Regions from separate parts of the Mus musculus genome. Here regions 1, 2, 3, 4 and 5 are each linked to region 6. Evidence: chromatin contacts called from public promoter capture Hi-C data. All regions are on one chromosome and are shown on one strand. The core of a region is the stretch at or near the end of the contact, and the rest is flanking DNA. Distances in the headings are between cores, read along the strand shown.

Region 1 (2,891 bases), core at 178-2,677, 7.4 Mb after region 6:
GTGTAAAGAGGAAACAGCCGTTTTGGCCTCCTCAGACTGTATTGTATGGCAGGATGGCAATTCTAGGCACAGGTTAGCTATTCAGGGTTCCCCAGCAAGTTAATTAGCTGTTTCTGAAATGCATGAAAATGTTCAGCATTTTTTCTGAAGCAAGTCTCAGAACTTTAAGCTTGGAAGGAGGGACCTGTGTGTTAGGAAGTGGGAAACAGAAAAGCGCCTTTTTGGTAGGGGAATGCAACACCTGTGACTTACCACAGAAAACACACAGACACTGTAATTTAAAAAATCTATTTAATTCTTATTTCTTTATTTTCTGATTTGAGTACTAGAACTGGAGGGCTCGATGAGATGCCTCACTCTTTGCTTGAGCGTAACTATGGGTTCTAAAGTCCTTCAGTGTGAAGCGGAGTAGCGGGGGGGGGGGGGGATGACTCCCCAAGGAACATTCAAGGTTCAGGTACCCTCAGGGAGTGTGTGTGTGGGGGGGGTGGGGTGGGGGACGATGGGGATCTTGTCTGGACAGAGAGTCCTGCAAGTGGGCTTGGCGACCTTTGCTGTATCTGATGATTTAACACCGGGGTAGGGGAGGGCGAACGCAGCAAGGTGAAGAGGTTTGTGAGGAGGAACTCTGCCCAGAGACTTCCAATGGAGCAGAAGAGTGTGCGCCCCGCCAAGTGACAGCACGCCCCGCTGCCGCCGCTCCCCTCCCCCCGCAGCTAGTCTCCAGGCAGAAGAGTCTCGCGCCAGCCCGTTCTCCCCCTCGTCACTCGTCCGGGAGGACCGAGCCACAGCGGGAAGCCCCGCCAGTCTCCGGGCAGCTTGAGCCCCCGAGCGCTCGCCCAGCCTGTCAGTAACCGCCGTTTGCGCCTTCTTTCTTTCTCCACACCCCCTCTTCTTCCTCCTCTTTTCTTTTCCCCTCTGCCTTTGTCCCGCTTAGTAACTGAGGTCCGACCAATCGCCGCCTTACCGGCCGGCGCCGGCTATCTCCTGATTGGCTCGCTTGGGGCGCGCAGCCGTCTCCGCTCCTCAGCTGGAGCAGGGCAGACAAAAGACGCAGGCTCGGGCTCCGGCAACCGGGCTCAGCCAATCACCATCCGCCCCCCACTCTTGGAGGAGCTCGCGTGCGCCCGGCTCCGACTCCTGGCGAGCGGCCAGCGCCCGGACTGTACCATTCTGAGCGAGGCTAGGGGGTAATGGCAAAGTCTGATTAAAGTGTCGAGTCTCGCAGGCTGACGGGGAGAGTTAAAAGTCGAAGCGGAGGGTGGTGGCAGTCTTCATTTCTTAGGCACTTGACAATCTTTGCAGTTAAGGTGCAAAGGAGTGGAAAGGACAGTCGAGCTACCGGCTCTTCCTCCTGTCCTGCCCGGTTGGTTGGCGCCTCAGCGGGGGTGGCAAGGGGGGAGGGCGGGGGAGGAGGTCCCCTCAGCGCAGTTAAAATGAAACTCTAGTGGTTGGAGCCAGGGCAGAGCGTGAGGGGAGCCGGCGCTGTCGTGGTTACCTTTACTACTCGGGCACAGTCGAGCTGACTGGACTCTCCAAGGGGTCGCCATCCCGAAGCTGCGGAAGCTTGGGTTCCCAGCCTGACGCGAATAGAGCCCGAGTCCCAATCCCAGAGGGAATCGCTCTCCGCAGACCAGTGGGACCCCGAAACTTGAACGCAAACCCCCTTTTCAAGCCTTTGTCACTTCCCCAGCTTTCTCCCAACGCGTTCTTTTTTCCCCCTTCCTCTCCATTCTCTCTTCTCCGAAGGACACAAAAGTGGCTTCCGCTGAAAGATTAGGAGGCGGTGGGAGCTTTTCCCTTTGGAGAGCGATTGTGTAGGAAGGATTTTCGGGAAGCTGCTTTTTAACACCACTGCTCTTTGCTTTCCGAGCTTCCCTGTAACCCTCTGAGGTAAAAACCCCGTAGCTTGAAAGTTCGGGGTATTTTGTTGGGTGCTTTAGGAGGAGAGAAGAGGAGGACCTTGTCCTCATCCTAGTAGTTTGGCTGGACTTGTACTGGCCGTTGGAAACCCCCAAGTACATTTCCGTGTGGAACTTTTGCAAATATATATTTAGATTTTAAATATCAGATAAAAGATATATATGCTTTTTATATATTTCCCGACGACCTGCCCCTGACAGCGCGATGTACAATACGGTGTGGAGTATGGACCGCGATGACGCAGACTGGAGGGAGGTGATGATGCCCTATTCGACAGAACTGATATTTTATATTGAAATGGATCCTCCAGGTATTTGAGAGCAAACTTGTTATTTTTATTATTTTTTAAAATTTTTGGATGGGTCTGATTTGTGCTTAACAAAACCCCGGTGACGTTTTCAGGCCAGAAGTATTCTTGGGTGCGCCAGGTTCGGGATGAGGGGTAGATTGCAGTTATAGCTGCAGTAAAACTGCTCTGGCTTACACCTTTAAAGTTTGCAGTTAGGACCCTGATCCCATTGTCCTGAGGGGGTGGGGGCGGGGGGACTGGAGTGGGAGGAAAGACCCGTTTTGGTTTGGCCTTTGCATGTCATTCAGGGTTTTGACGGCCCTCCACTTTTTTTTTTTTTTTTAATCAAGATTTCTGCTGGCAAGGGATGTATTATAATCCATGCTTGAAGAATTTCCCTTTGTGGCGATTCCTTAAAGCTTATACTTTAGTGCAGTTATCTGCTATGGTTCGTTGTTATTTTACCTTGGTTAACTTTAGAAACTGAGTTGCCTTTGTGATTATTCATTTTGAGACTCCGTGCTTCTCTCATAGAAACCAAATGCCGGTTAGTGATTTTCAGGGATTGTGCGTTCTTATTCATTCATGGCCTTAGTCTGAGGCTTTTTTTCTCCTATGCATATAGTTTCTTAGGTCTGCATGTAGTATTTTACTACTCGTTAATTAATTTATGGTGATT
Region 2 (2,700 bases), core at 73-2,572, 8.3 Mb after region 6:
CAACCTGCATACAAAGAGAGATTCACAATCAGGGGCTGGGGCAGTTAATGTTTTTTTATTACTGAAATCTTTTTTTAACATTCTCTAGAAAGCACCTCTCATTGCAGGAGTTAAGAGATCAGAATATGGCAAAGAATTCTCCAACTACCTCAGGATCTTTCAGCAAGAACAAATTCAAATACTTCAACACCTACTTACACTCAGAGCCCCAGGAAAAGTTCCCCACATCCAATCTCAGGGCACGGTACTTCTTATTGCCTCCTCGAACTCGGACTGTGTGTATGCGGCGAGGGCCAATCTAGAGAACACAAGAAGGCCAGAACATGTGTCATCAAAACGAGTGGGGACTGGGAGAGGAACCCGAACCAGACGGAGGTAACAGTCAGTGTAACTATGACAAGTCCTTGCATTGGCAAGTGGTGTACAGGTGGCCAAGACGGCCATAACCACGCCTAAGGATACGTTTTCATCACCCTAGTTACCTCCAGAAAAAGCCAGACCCCCCCTAACACAGGAAGAACCCCAGTAAGGAACACACCAAGCTTGCAGCTCTCCCACTCCTAGGCTCCAGTAGACCCTAAGCTTGGAGATTAGGGTGCACAGACCCTGCACGTGGACACACTTCCATGTCCAGTCGCCAGCACCGAGAAACCTGAGCCTTACAAAGGTGATCACAGCCACTCGTGTTCCCCAGCAAACACGCTCTAGCGCAGGGGAAGGCAGCCTCTCCCAGTCGTCCTCCCCCCGACCCCCGCACGCACCTTCGTGTTGGCAGCGGGCCGTCCCAGCTCATACTTTCGCTTCTTGTGGTAGGGTTTTCGCTTACCCCCGGTCTTGCGGCGCTTGTGCCAGTTGTCCCGAGAGATGCCTGTGTGTGGGAGCGAGGACGCAAGCCTGAGCAACCGGGCCTCGCCGCCGGCCAATCAGCCCGCTCCCGAGCCCCGCGCTGCGCGGGCTGCCCGCACGCTCAGCTCTCCAAGGTTGGCTTCCCCACGACGCAGTCGGGAGTGTGCAGCATACCCAGGTGTCATCATCCGCGTGCGGCCCGGCCCGCGGCAGCCATGTTGGCCCGCTCGCAGCCCGGAGCCCCGGAGGCGGCCGCAGCGATCTCCACAGCCCTAGCCCACCGCAGGCCCTTGCCACGGCTGCCCGTGGCCCATGGTCGGGCCGAGCATGCGTCGGGAGGCAGGATGGAGACGGATGGAGCTCGCTCCCCCGCGGCCCGACCCGGCCCGCAGCAACACTCACCCATCGCTCGGCGCTGGCTGGAAAGAGGAAGCGCAAAGCTTCACGGTCCGGTTTCTAAAACTCAGCCCCGCCTTCTTTACGTCTCTTCCGGTTGCCGGGAAGGACCTGGGGCCGCGGCGAGCCTGGGACGCTGGCACAGGGGAGGGTCCTGCGGCGTGCGAACTCACGCGGACCCCGCCTCAAATCCCTTGACCTTGGGCGGTCTGGAGGGCGGGCTCCTTAAGCTGAGCTATAGGGCACACTTGCCTGCCTGTTGTGCTTACATTTTGTCCTTTAAATTTTTTTTTTTTTTTTTTTTTTTAAACCGGGCGTGGTGGCGCACGCCTTTAATCCCAGCACTCGGGAGACAGAGGCAGGCGAATTTCTGAGTTTGAGGCCAACCTGGTCTACAAAGTGAGTTCTAGGACAGCCAGGGCTATACAGAGAAACCCTTGTAAACTTGTAAAACCAAAAAAGAAAAAAGAGTAAAGGGCCCTAATTGGAAAAGTGAAGTAGTAGAAGCTCCAACGCTCTGTTCACAGGGGGACTTGACCCTGTATATGAACACACAAAATTCATGTGTATCTCTTACATGGCAGCAATTAGCAATCAAAAAGGAAATTAAAAACAGTTTTAGTTCTGGAAAGATTGGTACTGCAAACTGTGCTCAGGGTCTCTTCAAAAGCATCAAGTGCTTAGGTCGACTCACAGTTCCTGAAATTCCAATTCCAAAGTATCTGACAATCTGGTCTGGCCCAGTGGGTCAAACCTGAAATCCAGCACTGAGACAGAGAATTATCACCAGTTGAGGGCTAGCCTGAGCTAAAGAATGAGCTACTGCTCAGTGGGAGGAACAAGCGGCCGGCTGAGGAGAAACTGAGGCACTAGACACCCCTCCAAGTGAAATCAAAGCAGAGGACAGTGGGGCTCCGGCGTCAGACAAGATGAGAGCTCAGTCAGTACATTTTATTTCTTAAACTTAAACGTCGCCTTGAATGTCAGTGAACGTCTACTTTTAAAGGGACCTCTCACCTGACCGATTTCTTTTTGAATTTTAAACTTTAACTTCAAATGTTTTAAATTTTGATTCTGAGGTTTTTACTGCGTGTATCCGATTTTTTTTTTTTAAAGATTTATTTATTTAGTATATGTAAGTACACTGTAGCTGTCTTGAGACACTCCAGAAGAGGGCATCAGATTTCGTTACGGATGTTTGTGAGCCACCATGTGGTTGCTGGGATTTGAACTCCGGACCTTTGGAAGAGCAGTCGGCCCTCTTAACCACTGAGCCATCTCGCCAGCCCCCCCCCCCCCCACGATTTTACAGTTTTGAAGCGATTTTTTTGTTGTGTTTGTTTTTTTGGGGTTTTTTGTTTGTTTGTTTGTTTTGTTTTGTTTTTTTGAGACAGGGTTTCTCTGAATAGCCCTGGCTGTCCTGGAACTCACTTTGTAGACCAGGCTGGCCTCGAACTC
Region 3 (2,700 bases), core at 172-2,671, 7.2 Mb after region 6:
AAAGTCACACTGAATAAAAAGATTTCATCTCCATTCATTATGGATCTTTCACAAAATTAATTTAACTTTCTTCATTTTATTATTTGATTTGTTGGTTTATTGTTTTTTTGAGAAAGGATCTCTATAGTCCTGGCTGTCATGGAGTTTGATATGAAGACCAGGATGGCTCTGAACTTACAGAGATCCTCCTGCCATTGCCTCCTGAGTGTTGGGATTAAAGACACGGACCACCATGCCCAACTTTCTTAATTTTAAAACTTCTATCTGCTGTGGTATCCTGTTAAACTTTCTGAGAATGAAAACTTGAAAAAATTAAGGGATAAATAATTTGCCAACTAATTAATCCATTAAGCCCTGATGGCTTGTCCTGAAGTAGACAAGACAAATGCACAGGAAATGGAAGCAAAGTGAGTCTCGGGCTAGAGCTCTGGCTCTCAAGCCTGGACGTCTGCATTGGAGTCCCAGTTGTATTGTCTTGCTAGTTGTGTGCCCTCATTCAAGATAAACTTCCTTGCTTGCTGCCTCATGTAATAAAAGTGACAAAAATATATAATGTACCTGATATTTACCTCATGGGGAAACTGTGCAAGTTAAGTATCTTAGTGCATATAAAGCACTCAGCACATAAGCAGCCAATATTTATCACAATGATGCTCAACTTGGGAAAGAGCTCCCTCTTGCACCACAGAATTACACTACACATTCTTAAACTGTCCCCAAAGGCACAAGTCCTCGGCCATCTCCATCCCAAAAGATAAAGAACCGCTTTTTGTTGGAGATGCTGGGAAGCGAATACAGGGCTTGTTAATGCTAGGCAAGAGCTTTACCATGAAGCTACACCCCAACTCCTGAAAGCACTTTTCCGAAGACTAGGGTCCCCGAAATCTCCATAAATAAATTCTGACCTAAGCTACGTTAAAGACTAACGTTAGTTTTTTGCTTCACGCACTTATCAAGTTAGAACCTCAAAACATTTATCAAATTAGAACCTCAAAAACCTGGGGGGGGGTTGTTTGTTTGTTTACACAAGTTTATCAGTGCAGCATTATAAACTCCAGTTACACTTTCACATTCCTGGTTTGGGGAAGCCAATCCCGAGAAAGACTAGCTATTAATCTGCCCAAGGTCAACCAAAGAATTCTGAAGGTAAGTAACGGAAACCACCTCTCTGGACCCCGCAAACCCTAGGCTATAAACCCGGACTAAGAGAGCCCCGGGAGGTGCTTTGTTGAGCTAGGTCCCGGGCCCGCCAACCTCGAAGCCTTACCTCTTTGGGGTCTCCAGATCCAGTGAGCATCTTTCGTTCGTCCTCTAGTCCCATGTCGGGAGCCGGTTTGGGATCCAACAAGCGCAACCAGAGTAGTACTCCACTTCAGGTTTAAGAAGGACTAGTAAGGGTCACTCGACGGATATCCGGCGACCTGGCCGGAAGTGCGGCATACTCCTCGTAGTCCCGAACACACGCACAAATTGGGCTGTACTACTCGCTAGCTACGAGACGTAGGGGGAGCTGCTATATACGCCTGCAAAGAATTTGCTAAGAAACATCCTTTCGGTCACTTCTTGCCCAAATGTGTTGATCTACAGTATTTTTCCAAGTAGTATTCCCTAAGATACTTGAGTCATCTGCTCCTCTGTTTGACGATCTTTTAATGTTGTTTCTGTTCTTCCCCATATCCCTTATGGAGCGGTCCTAAAAGCTGACCTCTTCAAGATGGCGGCCCGCGGGTGTCATTCTCGGGCTCGCGCACCTCCCCAAGATGGCGGCGCCCGAGGCCTGGCGCGCCCGGAGTTGCTGGTTCTGTGAGGTAGCGGCAGCAACGACCATGGAGGCCACGTCCCGGGAGGCGGCGCCAGCGAAGAGCTCGGCCTCGGGCCCCAGCGCTCCCCCCGCCCTGTTCGAGCTGTGCGGGCGGGCAGTGAGCGCCCATATGGGGGTTCTGGAGAGCGGGGTGTGGGGTAAGTCGCGGAGTGAGGGGCGACCTCCGGCAGCGAGCGGGGGCGGCCCGGCGGCCAGGGGGCGCGGGGGGCGAGGCCGAGAGGCCCGGGGCCAGGCCCAGCTGGGAGCCCCGGGAGTTCGATGGTGGAGTCGGAACAGAAATTCCGTGACTGACAGGGCGGGACGGAGTGAAGCCTGAGACCGAGGGAGCCGGTGAAGCCGAGCCGCGGCTCGCCTGGGGGGCGCGGGGGGCGAGGCCAGAAGGCCCGGTACGGGGCAGAGCTGCCAGGGCCCTAGCGACGGGGGCTGGAGTAGCAGGCCGGAGCCACAGGCTCGGAACTGACACTGGGCTGGACCGGACTGAACGGAGGATTCTCGGATCTCGAACCGACGGGGCAGGGATGGCCGGGCTGCCCCGGGGCAGGGACCGACTTTGGCAGGCCCGACCCGAGGCAAGGAGGCCAGGCCCGCAGCCACCTGCGCTGCCGGCCCGGGGCCTCCGCTGTCCGCCGGGCACACCACCGGTACCTGGACTCCGGGAGCCCCGCGGATGGGCGGGGTGGGACAGCCCAGTGGAGAGCGAGCGAGGGACCGGAGTCGCGGGGAGAAGCCGAAAAGGCTGGGAGCGCCGTGGCCTGTTTGACGGCCCGAGCGAGGGCTGAAGGGAGCGCACCGACGCCCCAGACCTCGCTGCTAAACTGAGCTGCGGGTCTGCCCGCCGAGCAGGTAGCGCCGGTGGCCTTCTGGATGGACCGGGGCGG
Region 4 (2,958 bases), core at 76-2,575, 7.0 Mb after region 6:
TTTTGGCTCACAGTTTGAGAGTGCAGTCCACCATGGTAGGGAAAGTATGTCAAGACAGGCTCTAAGCTGTGACAGCAAGAGTCTGGAACAGTGGTGAAGAAATGGAGGTGGATGGACACCTGTGCTCTATTGGCTCCCCCACCCTCACCCACCTTTCTGTTAGTTTAGTTCAGGATGGCAGGAGACACATTCAAGGAGAGCCAGTCCTCCTCAGTTAAACAACCCCTTGGGAATACACACTCCCAGAGAGGCGACTCCTTGGTAGTTCCGAAGCTAGTGAAGCTAACAATGAAGGTTAACCATAGCACTCACCTAGTAGAACTCTGTCTTCAACCTCCTCACCCTAGGCAGATCCTGCAGACAGGTTCCTGGGGCCAAGCCATGGTATGCATTGAGCACTGATGTGGGATAGCAGCCTGTTTCCAGGGGAGGAATCTAGGTAGAAGAGTGGGTAGTGTAGATCAAGTATGCAAAGGTTTGGAGCCAGATGGAACAGGCTGGGAGAGAAGCCATTCTAAAGAACAACAGAGACAAAGGAAGATAGGAAATGGGTAACTTTGGATGGTGTGAGAGTCTACAGAACCAGAACCAGGTGCAAGGAAGGCGAGGTCTTCTTTGAACATTCTTTGGGAATGTTTCTGTCTGGACTGACCCAGTCCACGGCTCCCATACGTGTGCTATTCATTTAAGTGTTTGGTTGTTTTGGTTTGGTTTGGTTTGGTTTTGGTTTTGGTGTTTTGTTTTGTTTTGTTTTGTTTTGTTTTGTTTTGTTTTGTTTTTAAGAGAGAGAGAGACCATCTTACCACCTAGCCCTGGCTAGCCTGGCTGGCTAGCAGCCTGGAACTCAAAGATTTGCCTGCCTCTACCTCGCTAGTGTTGAAATTAAAGACATGCGCCATCCACCAGCAGCAGCCTCCAGTGGTGGGTTTTGAGTTGCTCTGTATGGCAGTGGACTGAAGCTGAACACATTGGCTGCTAGGAACTTTTATTGAATTCAAAGACAAGTGAAGCTCAGATAACTGCAGGAGGGCTAGGAAACCATTCAAACCACAGCGGTTTTTCTTTCTGCTTCAGGCGGAAGCTAAACTTGTTCCCATTCTACAGCCTATGAATCTGAGGCTATCTCCTTAGGGAAGATCCAGGCGGTCCTTTGGGGCGGCTCCTCAGTTAGTCCTTTGCCCTCGGGGAGACAGCGAGCCCGATCGGACTTCCCACTTCCCGGAAAGGCTAAAGAGAAGAGTAAGTATCCTGGGACGGGGGAGTCCCTTTCCCCGCCCCTCCCCGCCCCGTGGCCGCGGCGTGGCTGAGCCTGGGGCGGAGCTGGCGTCTCCTCGAGCACTGGCGGCGGGACGGCGGCCGCGGCCCAGATCAGACTGGTGGGTAGACGCTGAGACCCGCACGGCGGGATCACAGGCCGGAGGACGACCGGCGCGTTGCGGTGTGGCCGCAGGGACAGAGACCCGGAGCTGTCCACTCAGGCGGAGCGGGTGAGTGAGCGCCGCGTCTCCGCGCCCCCCAGGGCCCAGTCTTGCTTCCACTTTTAGTTCTTCTTGGTCCTCGCGTGGCACCTTCTGGAAGCGACTCCGGCCCAAAAGCAGGCTGGCCACAGTCCTCAGCCCAGGGTCCGAGGCTCTCAGTGTCCGAAGTCCGGGGTGGGGGTGGCGGTAGCTGGCGGTGGTGGGGGGCGTGTCTTCAGGAGCGGAAATGTCAGGCTGGCTCCTCTGGGTCCTAGGACCTGTTTGGCCCTAACAGCTGAAGCTAAGGGGAGGTTCTTAGGAGCTCGCGGGAGGTAGGGGCGGGTCTGGCTGGACAGCGCTGCGTCTGTCGCTCCCTCTTTCTCTGAGAATCTCAAACTTAGATCTTGTCCCGCAGGGCGTGCTAGGCTAGATTCTGAGTTCAAACTGGGACCATCTTCTGGCTGATTCTAAGCCAGACTAAGGAAGGAGCAGGTGTGTCCCTGGCAGGGGACGAGGTAAGACAAACAGGCAGTGTCAGTCAGCCTGTGCTCTTCATCTAGGAAGATTAAATGCTTGGTCACGGAGTAAGCAAACCACTGACCACCTACCTAGTAATTAAAGTGGGGGGTCCACAGGGAAGAGGAAGAGAGGCTCCGTGTGAGGCTGGGAGAGGATAGTGCTAACAGACGGGATGCCCTCTTAGCTTACCTTCCGTACTCACCTCCAAGTTTACTCTTTCTAGGAAAAGTCCTGGGGCCTAAAGTTCTATACTAAGGAGGTGGGGCCTCTCTACTCCCTTCCTTCACAATTATCTATATCAGGCCAGTGGCCAGACAGCAGGAAAGGGACACTTTGTACCTTGTCATAGGCTGAGTCCCTTTTTATACCAGTCCCCTACTTCTAACTTGCTGTGCAAATTCAGGCTCCTCAAATCCTCCTCCTAGGCCTCAGTTTCGCCATCTGTTCATGTGGGACGTACCACTTGACCTCTCAGCTATCCCAACGTGTGTGTGTATGTGTGTGTGTGTGTGTGTGTGTGTGTGTGTGTGTGTGGTGCTGTGGGTATATGAAGATGGGCATGCAGAGATGGAGGCCCAGAGCTGATATCAGTTCTTTCCCCCTCACTTTTCATTTATTGAGAGGCAAGATTTACTTTCAAAACTTAATTACATTTATTTATGTGTGTCCACACACTTGCTCATGCATGCACGTATGAGCTCGGGAACACACACATTTATGTGCGCATTACAGTGCACATGTGGAGGTCAGAGACAGTTTGTGGGAGTGCTCTCCTTCCACCATGTTGGTCCCAAGAATCAAACTCAGGCAAGTTTACCCACTGAGACATCTCCCCAGCCAACTCTAAGACTCTAGAGTCTAAGCTAAAGCCTAGCCACCAACTTAAGTCCTGACGGAGAGGGGTAGGAACAAGCAGTCAGAGAAGCCACACACAAGGTTGGGATCTGGAGGAAGCTGCCAAAGAAGGGATCATTCGGTCAGA
Region 5 (2,700 bases), core at 124-2,623, 9.1 Mb after region 6:
CTGGCAGGGGAAGAGCTGGGCGGGAGATGAGCAGATCTTGGTACTTTGGGAGCAGGAGCATGGCCAAAGGCTCTGAAAGAGGTGCATCAGAGTTGAAGTCTGGCAAAGTAAGAGATGTCTCATCCCCAGATGCCTCAATGTGACCCTAAAGGACAAGCCAGGCCAACTGAGGCCAAGAGCTCTAGGTAAGTGTGCTTAAATAGGAGGAATTAAGGCATGAAGCTGTGGACCCACCCTTCTTTCCCTCACAGGTATAATTTCTCACCTAGGGCATGGGCACAAGCTGGCTCACTCAGCAGTACCACCGGGGCTGTCGGATCTGGGTTCTGGGCTTCAAAGGCCTTTGCACAGAGCTCTAAAGCAACGGGTCGCTGACCAAGGACAAAGGTGATGGGCAGCTGCGAGGCTGGGGGGCTTAAGCAGGCAGGACCGAAGTGCACAAGGGCTTGAGCTCCAGCCTGCTCGGCGCCCAGCACATCCACACAGCAGCTGCAGGGGAGAGAGCATTGGTGAGAGGTGTTCCCTACCTGGAGAGAAGAGTTGTCATCAATGGGAAATGTGGCCAGTGGAGAAAATGGCACCAAGCTAGGAATTCACTGTGACTGAGGGAAGCTGGCATCAGGAGCTTCTCATCGTGCAAACACGGTCACTGGAGGCAGACACTGTGGGCTGGGAAACCCCATACCTGCCATAAGCTGTGTCCCCTAAAATGAACATCTTAGCTCCTGTGACTTCCTCCAGCCGGGCAGCCACCGCTCCCGCATCTCCTAGTAACTGGTCAGGGAACTGCAAAGTCACCTGTAAATACAAGCCACAAGTCAGCGACAACCTCACTCCTCCACCAACAGCCTCTGCAAAAAAACAAAAAACAAACAAAAAAACAAACAAACAAACAAAAAAACCCACTAAACATCCCAAGCCCCTACTTCTAAGGAGGCAGCCAGCCCCACAGAGTTGTGGGTAATCCGTGCGATACGGGCGGATCCCGACCCAAAGTCCCAATCTCCGCAACCCATACCCAGAGGAGAGCCCGCGCCCCGCGCCCCCTTTTCGCGCCCCCTTCTCTGAACCAGACCTCACCCGCTGACAACCTAAATCGCAGACAAATTTCGTAACTCGCTCCAGCTCATACACGCGGTCCAGGTCTTCAGGAGGAGTGAACTGTCCTGGAACGCCCGCCTCCCGTTGCAGGGCTGCCTCCGCAGGGCTGCTGAACGTAGACTCCATTGGGCGCAGCTTGGGTGGGGTGAGATGCAGCTGCACCCTCAAAAGTCCTCGAGGTCACAGCAGCTCTGTTTGTGGATCCGGACCAACCTGTCCTCGGGTCCTAGGATCCAAACCGTACGCTTCCAAATTCCCGGCTCTCCACTACACATGGACCTACGGAGATTACTTCCGGGTTCAAGGACTTCCCACAGAGAACCAATCACTAGCCTCTCACTCAGGACCAATCGGAAGTGCCGCAAAGCCTTGTGGGTGTTGTGGTTCCACTGGCTAAAGCTTCTTCCCGGATACCCTAAGGCCAGCCTGCCGGTGCCCTCTAATTTCTAAGTCACTAATTCAGTGTGAGCAGGCGCTATCTGCTGATCATATTTAAACGCGCGCGCGTGTGCACGTATATACATACAGTGAGAGCAAGGGTCCTTATACAGCTCAGTTCTTCAGGGTTGGCTGCAAGCTCCCTAATCCACCAAGCCATCTTCACAGCCCCCAGAATCTGAAACAGGGTCTTGCTGTGTGACCGAGCTGGATCTCCCAGTACTGCATAATTTCCAACTCAGTGCCCACAGCTTGGGTTTGAATATTTGTGAGCAGGTACTTACTGCCAGACATCGTAAAATGTCTCTATGTCCTTTACTTTGCCTGCTAGAGAATTGTCCCACAACCTGTTGTCCTCACGGTCTGTCAACCAAACACTGACCCTTGCTAAGTTCACCAGTTCATCATTAGAAGCAAGAATTATCCCATATAGATAAGAAAAACAAAACCATGTCTGCTGGTTCTAGAAACTGGGCTTTAGAGCCCGAATTTATTCTCTCGCCCCACCTCCTTGGGACTGAACCTGGGGCCTCGTGCATGGAAAGCAACGACTCTCTGGCTGAGCTACATCCCACATTCTCCCACACGACTTCTTATCATAAGGAGGGATGGGAGAGGAAGACTCTCTTCACGTGATGCCGTAGGGAAAAAGGACTGAAAACATGTGGCGCATCTCTGCATCCTCCAGGAGAGCTGAGAAATCAGGACTGTGGGAATGGGACTAACGGGGCTGGAGAAATGTTTCAGTGGCTAAGAGCACTTGCTGTGCTTGCAGTGGGTTCAGTTACCACCACCCACATGGTGGCTTATAACTATGTGCAACTCCAGTTCTAGGAGGTCCCTTTCCTTTTTTTTTGTTTTGTTTTTTTTTCGAGACAGGGTTTCTCTGTATAGCCCTGGCTATCCTGGAAGTCACTTTGTAGACCAGGCTGGCCTCAAACTCAGAAATCCGCCTGTCTCTGCCTCCCAAGTGCTGGGATTAAAGGCGTGCGCCACTACGCCCAGCTTTTTTTTTTTTTTTTTTTTTTTTTTTGTCCCTTTTCTAATACCTGCAGGCAACTACACTCAGGTGGTGCGCAGATATAAACTCAGCCATACACACATACACATTTTTTTTTAATTGGGACTGAGGAGCGGGATAAATAATGAAGTGGAAGACAC
Region 6 (2,700 bases), core at 8-2,507:
TTTAATCCCTACTTAATATCTTTAATGTACCTGTCATTCTTGTTTCAAGTGTGAGGTCATCTCAGATACCTGTTAGTGCAGCAGGGCATAAATTATAAACAAAATTGTTAGCTGCCTGGAAGGCCTGGAAAGTTCCTCTCTGTGTCCCAAAGGGAGAAATGACTTTCAAGGGCCACATGATCACTGAGTGAATATCCACGAATCCTTTCTGCACTTTTCTCAAGGACTTCCAAAAAGAGTATACAGAGATGAATCAATATTTATTGGATGCCCAAATTATAAGCATCCAAGTACTTTAATCATGTTTACAAAGATAAAAATAATTTGAATTTTCAGCCCTGACTTTTTATGTGAGGTTTTACCACTTAGGGCTTTGGAAAGGTATTTAGGTTCTTTGTACTTGTGTTTGTTTCTCCCGCATTAAAAAAAGTATACCATCGCATACTTTACTGAGTTGAAGGCTAAAGCATAGATTATCAAGTTCAGGTAAGACACTCAGTAGTTGGTAACTATTGTTACCATTCTTCCAGAGGGCCACTAATTAGGTATAATGAAAGAACGTGGGAACGGAAGTTGAAACCGCCATTCACCAGCTGTGTAACACTGTGCCTGGCGATCAATCATCAGGCAGTGTGAAGAGGTTATAAGGATAGGTAACTGTCTCAAAATTAAGAGAGACTTGTAAACAAGCACTTCTATTACAAAGTGAAGAGCGCTGCAACCTAGTTCGGCCCCAAGAGCTTGGTGGCCGGGTGCTAACCTCAGTTTGGGAGGAGCAAAAGAGATGACAACAGATCTGCTGCTCAAAGCGTCTGACACTGTTGTTGTGAATAATGAGTGATGGACGAGGAGGGTTCTACCCTCCTGGGTCTGGACCTGAGCGGCCAGAGCCCGGGCCCGGCTCCTCCACAGCGGGCGGTGGTGCTGGGGACCTTCCCTCAGGTGCCGACCCCCAGCTGCGCCGCCCGTAACCGACAGGCCCGGCCGGCCGCCTCCGCCCCCACTCGCCGCGCCACGGCGGAAGTGGCAGCCGGAGCGGACGGCGGGTGTCGAGAGGGGAGGGCGGGGGGAGACCGTGCGCAGCGGCCGGAGGCCGTGGGGTGGCGGGCCCGCCGGGGGTCTCACCTGCAGCGGGGAGGGTCCTCCAACACCAGCACGCGGCAAGAGCAAGATGGCTGCCTCAGCTGAGACAGAGAAAGACCGCGGCGGCAGCGGCGGCGGCGGCGGGAGAGGCCCACGTGACGCACGGCCCCGCCTCGACCGCGGGAGGGAGGCGGGGTGGGGGTGGGTACGGCAACTGCGCGCCTGCCTCCCGACTACAAAGCCCAGCATGCCTCGCGCACCTCACTATTCTGATTGGCGGCCGGGCTGCTTCCTGGAGGAGGCGGCGGTCCCCTTGGCGTCCCATTGTGTCTGCGCTTACCTTTTGTCTTGGATTTAACAGAAGGGTGGTGTGGGGTCTAGTTCGGGTTGTACACCTTGGATGTCCTTCACTAAGCATTGAGCTCTAATGGACTCTCATCAGGAGGGAAAGTCGGCAGTTGACTTGTTAGGTAGTAACTCGACCCAATACAAAAAGCAACAGACTTAACGGAAAGAAGCTTTACACTTTACGTGCTTGAGATGACTTATGTCCCAGTTCCCTCGGACTACCTCTTCAGTTGTGCAATAAAAGGCCCCAAGCATGGTTTTCTTGGACCTTATGTCAGTTGGTTGCATCATGCCTGAGTGGAAGTCCTGCGAATGCGAGTGGGGGTGGGGGGAAGGGTCCAGCGCTTCTCCAAAGTGCTTGCCTGCAAGACACAGACGCGTGCACAGCGAAACGGGCTTACCGAGTCTCTTTGGAATCCCAAACAGAAATCTAACAATGAAATGCTGTTGTCCAGTATTTTTAACTTGTGCGAGGGGGCGGGAAATTCCAAGCCCTCTGTTGTGATAGGCTGATCTCAAAGATAATAATTTGCATTTTGAATATTTAGTGTAGTGGTCCATTGGAGGGAGGGGCTAGGCTAGAGGTCAGACGTAATTAACAACGGTTTTCCTGAACCTTTCCCCAGCCCTCACCAATTCGGGCCACCTCATCCGGCTGTTTCTTTAAGCCTGGATATCAAGGACTTAGGGAAAGCAAACTCGAGATGTACTCCCACATCCTTCTACGTGATCTGCACCTTTAAACTTACTCCATTCCAAAGCGGACCCTCGAGGCACCGCCCACATCCGTCTAACATCACTTCCTTCAGTGTTTGGCTAGGAAAAAAAAAAAAAAAAAAAAATCTGGGAATCCGAGGGGTTGGGCTGAACGGCGATAAGGGGGCAGAGCGGAGCTTCTGCTGGAAATCCTGTTCCCTCAATCCGGTGGCTCTGTGCAACTACCACCGTGGAGATGTCGCTTCGTTTCGGGGCCACCTGTTTGCTGAGCTTCAGTTTCCTGCTCCTCATCACTTCTTCAGACGGACGCACTGGGCTTGGAAAGGGTCAGACCTCATTCTTACCGTAATCTTTACGGACCCCGGGCCTTCTTAACACTTTATTTTCTCACTGTATCTTAGGCCACTTTAGATTCCTTTTTATCTTCCCCAACTGCTTTTGTGGATTTCTCGGGGTCAGGAGTACCAGGTCCGGGAGAGGGTTTAAGAGAAGGAAGTTGTACTTGAGGGCGCTCTTAATTCTTGGGATTGAGAAGATATGGCCCTTAAATTA

The links. Promoter capture Hi-C pulls out the DNA fragments that hold promoters and counts their contacts.
Region 1: a promoter capture Hi-C map of pre-B cells shows a contact between it and region 6, with 3 times the contacts expected there. The contact joins the promoter of Pik3r3 here to the promoter of Btf3l4 in region 6. A contact is called at or near these places in 3 of 39 promoter capture datasets (cranial neural crest, frontonasal cranial neural crest and pre-B cells).
Region 2: a promoter capture Hi-C map of cranial neural crest shows a contact between it and region 6. The contact joins the promoter of Rps8 here to the promoter of Btf3l4 in region 6.
Region 3: a promoter capture Hi-C map of second pharyngeal arch cranial neural crest shows a contact between it and region 6. The contact joins the promoter of Uqcrh here to the promoter of Btf3l4 in region 6. A contact is called at or near these places in 3 of 39 promoter capture datasets (cranial neural crest, embryonic stem cells and second pharyngeal arch cranial neural crest).
Region 4: a promoter capture Hi-C map of liver shows a contact between it and region 6, with 4 times the contacts expected there. The contact joins the promoter of Mob3c here to the promoter of Btf3l4 in region 6. A contact is called at or near these places in 3 of 39 promoter capture datasets (cranial neural crest, liver and pre-B cells).
Region 5: a contact with region 6 is called in a promoter capture Hi-C map of pre-B cells, with 2.1 times the contacts expected there. The contact joins the promoter of Dph2 here to the promoter of Btf3l4 in region 6. A contact is called at or near these places in 1 of 39 promoter capture datasets (pre-B cells) and 1 of 484 Hi-C or Micro-C datasets (CD4 T cells).

The regions. Positions count from the first base shown.
Region 1 is chr4:116,220,181-116,223,071 of GRCm38.p6, forward strand. It overlaps Pik3r3 (phosphoinositide-3-kinase regulatory subunit 3), which reads left to right and starts at 1,428. Exons shown (of 10, transcript NM_181585.6): 1 at 1,428-2,233. The coding sequence starts at 2,128.
Region 2 is chr4:117,154,810-117,157,509 of GRCm38.p6, forward strand. It overlaps Rps8 (ribosomal protein S8), which reads right to left and starts at 1,323. Exons shown (of 6, transcript NM_009098.2): 1 at 1,249-1,323; 2 at 762-868; 3 at 199-298; 4 at 1-4. The coding sequence starts at 1,252. Snord55 (small nucleolar RNA, C/D box 55) reads right to left here and starts at 1,039; the gene lies at 962-1,039. It overlaps LOC115490046 (a small nucleolar RNA gene), which reads right to left and starts at 480; the gene lies at 377-480.
Region 3 is chr4:116,073,649-116,076,348 of GRCm38.p6, forward strand. Uqcrh (ubiquinol-cytochrome c reductase hinge protein) reads right to left here and starts at 1,422. Exons shown (of 4, transcript NM_025641.3): 1 at 1,268-1,422. The coding sequence starts at 1,321. Lrrc41 (leucine rich repeat containing 41) reads left to right here and starts at 1,621. Exons shown (of 10, transcript NM_153521.2): 1 at 1,621-1,959. The coding sequence starts at 1,761.
Region 4 is chr4:115,826,755-115,829,712 of GRCm38.p6, forward strand. Mob3c (MOB kinase activator 3C) reads left to right here and starts at 1,326. Exons shown (of 4, transcript NM_175308.5): 1 at 1,326-1,487.
Region 5 is chr4:117,890,630-117,893,329 of GRCm38.p6, forward strand. Dph2 (DPH2 homolog) reads right to left here and starts at 1,374. Exons shown (of 6, transcript NM_026344.3): 1 at 1,081-1,374; 2 at 686-798; 3 at 266-489; 4 at 1-72. The coding sequence starts at 1,227. It also overlaps a transcript of Ipo13 not described here.
Region 6 is chr4:108,832,383-108,835,082 of GRCm38.p6, forward strand. Btf3l4 (basic transcription factor 3-like 4) reads right to left here and starts at 1,258. Exons shown (of 6, transcript NM_027453.3): 1 at 1,126-1,258. Txndc12 (thioredoxin domain containing 12 (endoplasmic reticulum)) reads left to right here and starts at 2,296. Exons shown (of 7, transcript NM_025334.3): 1 at 2,296-2,474. The coding sequence starts at 2,384.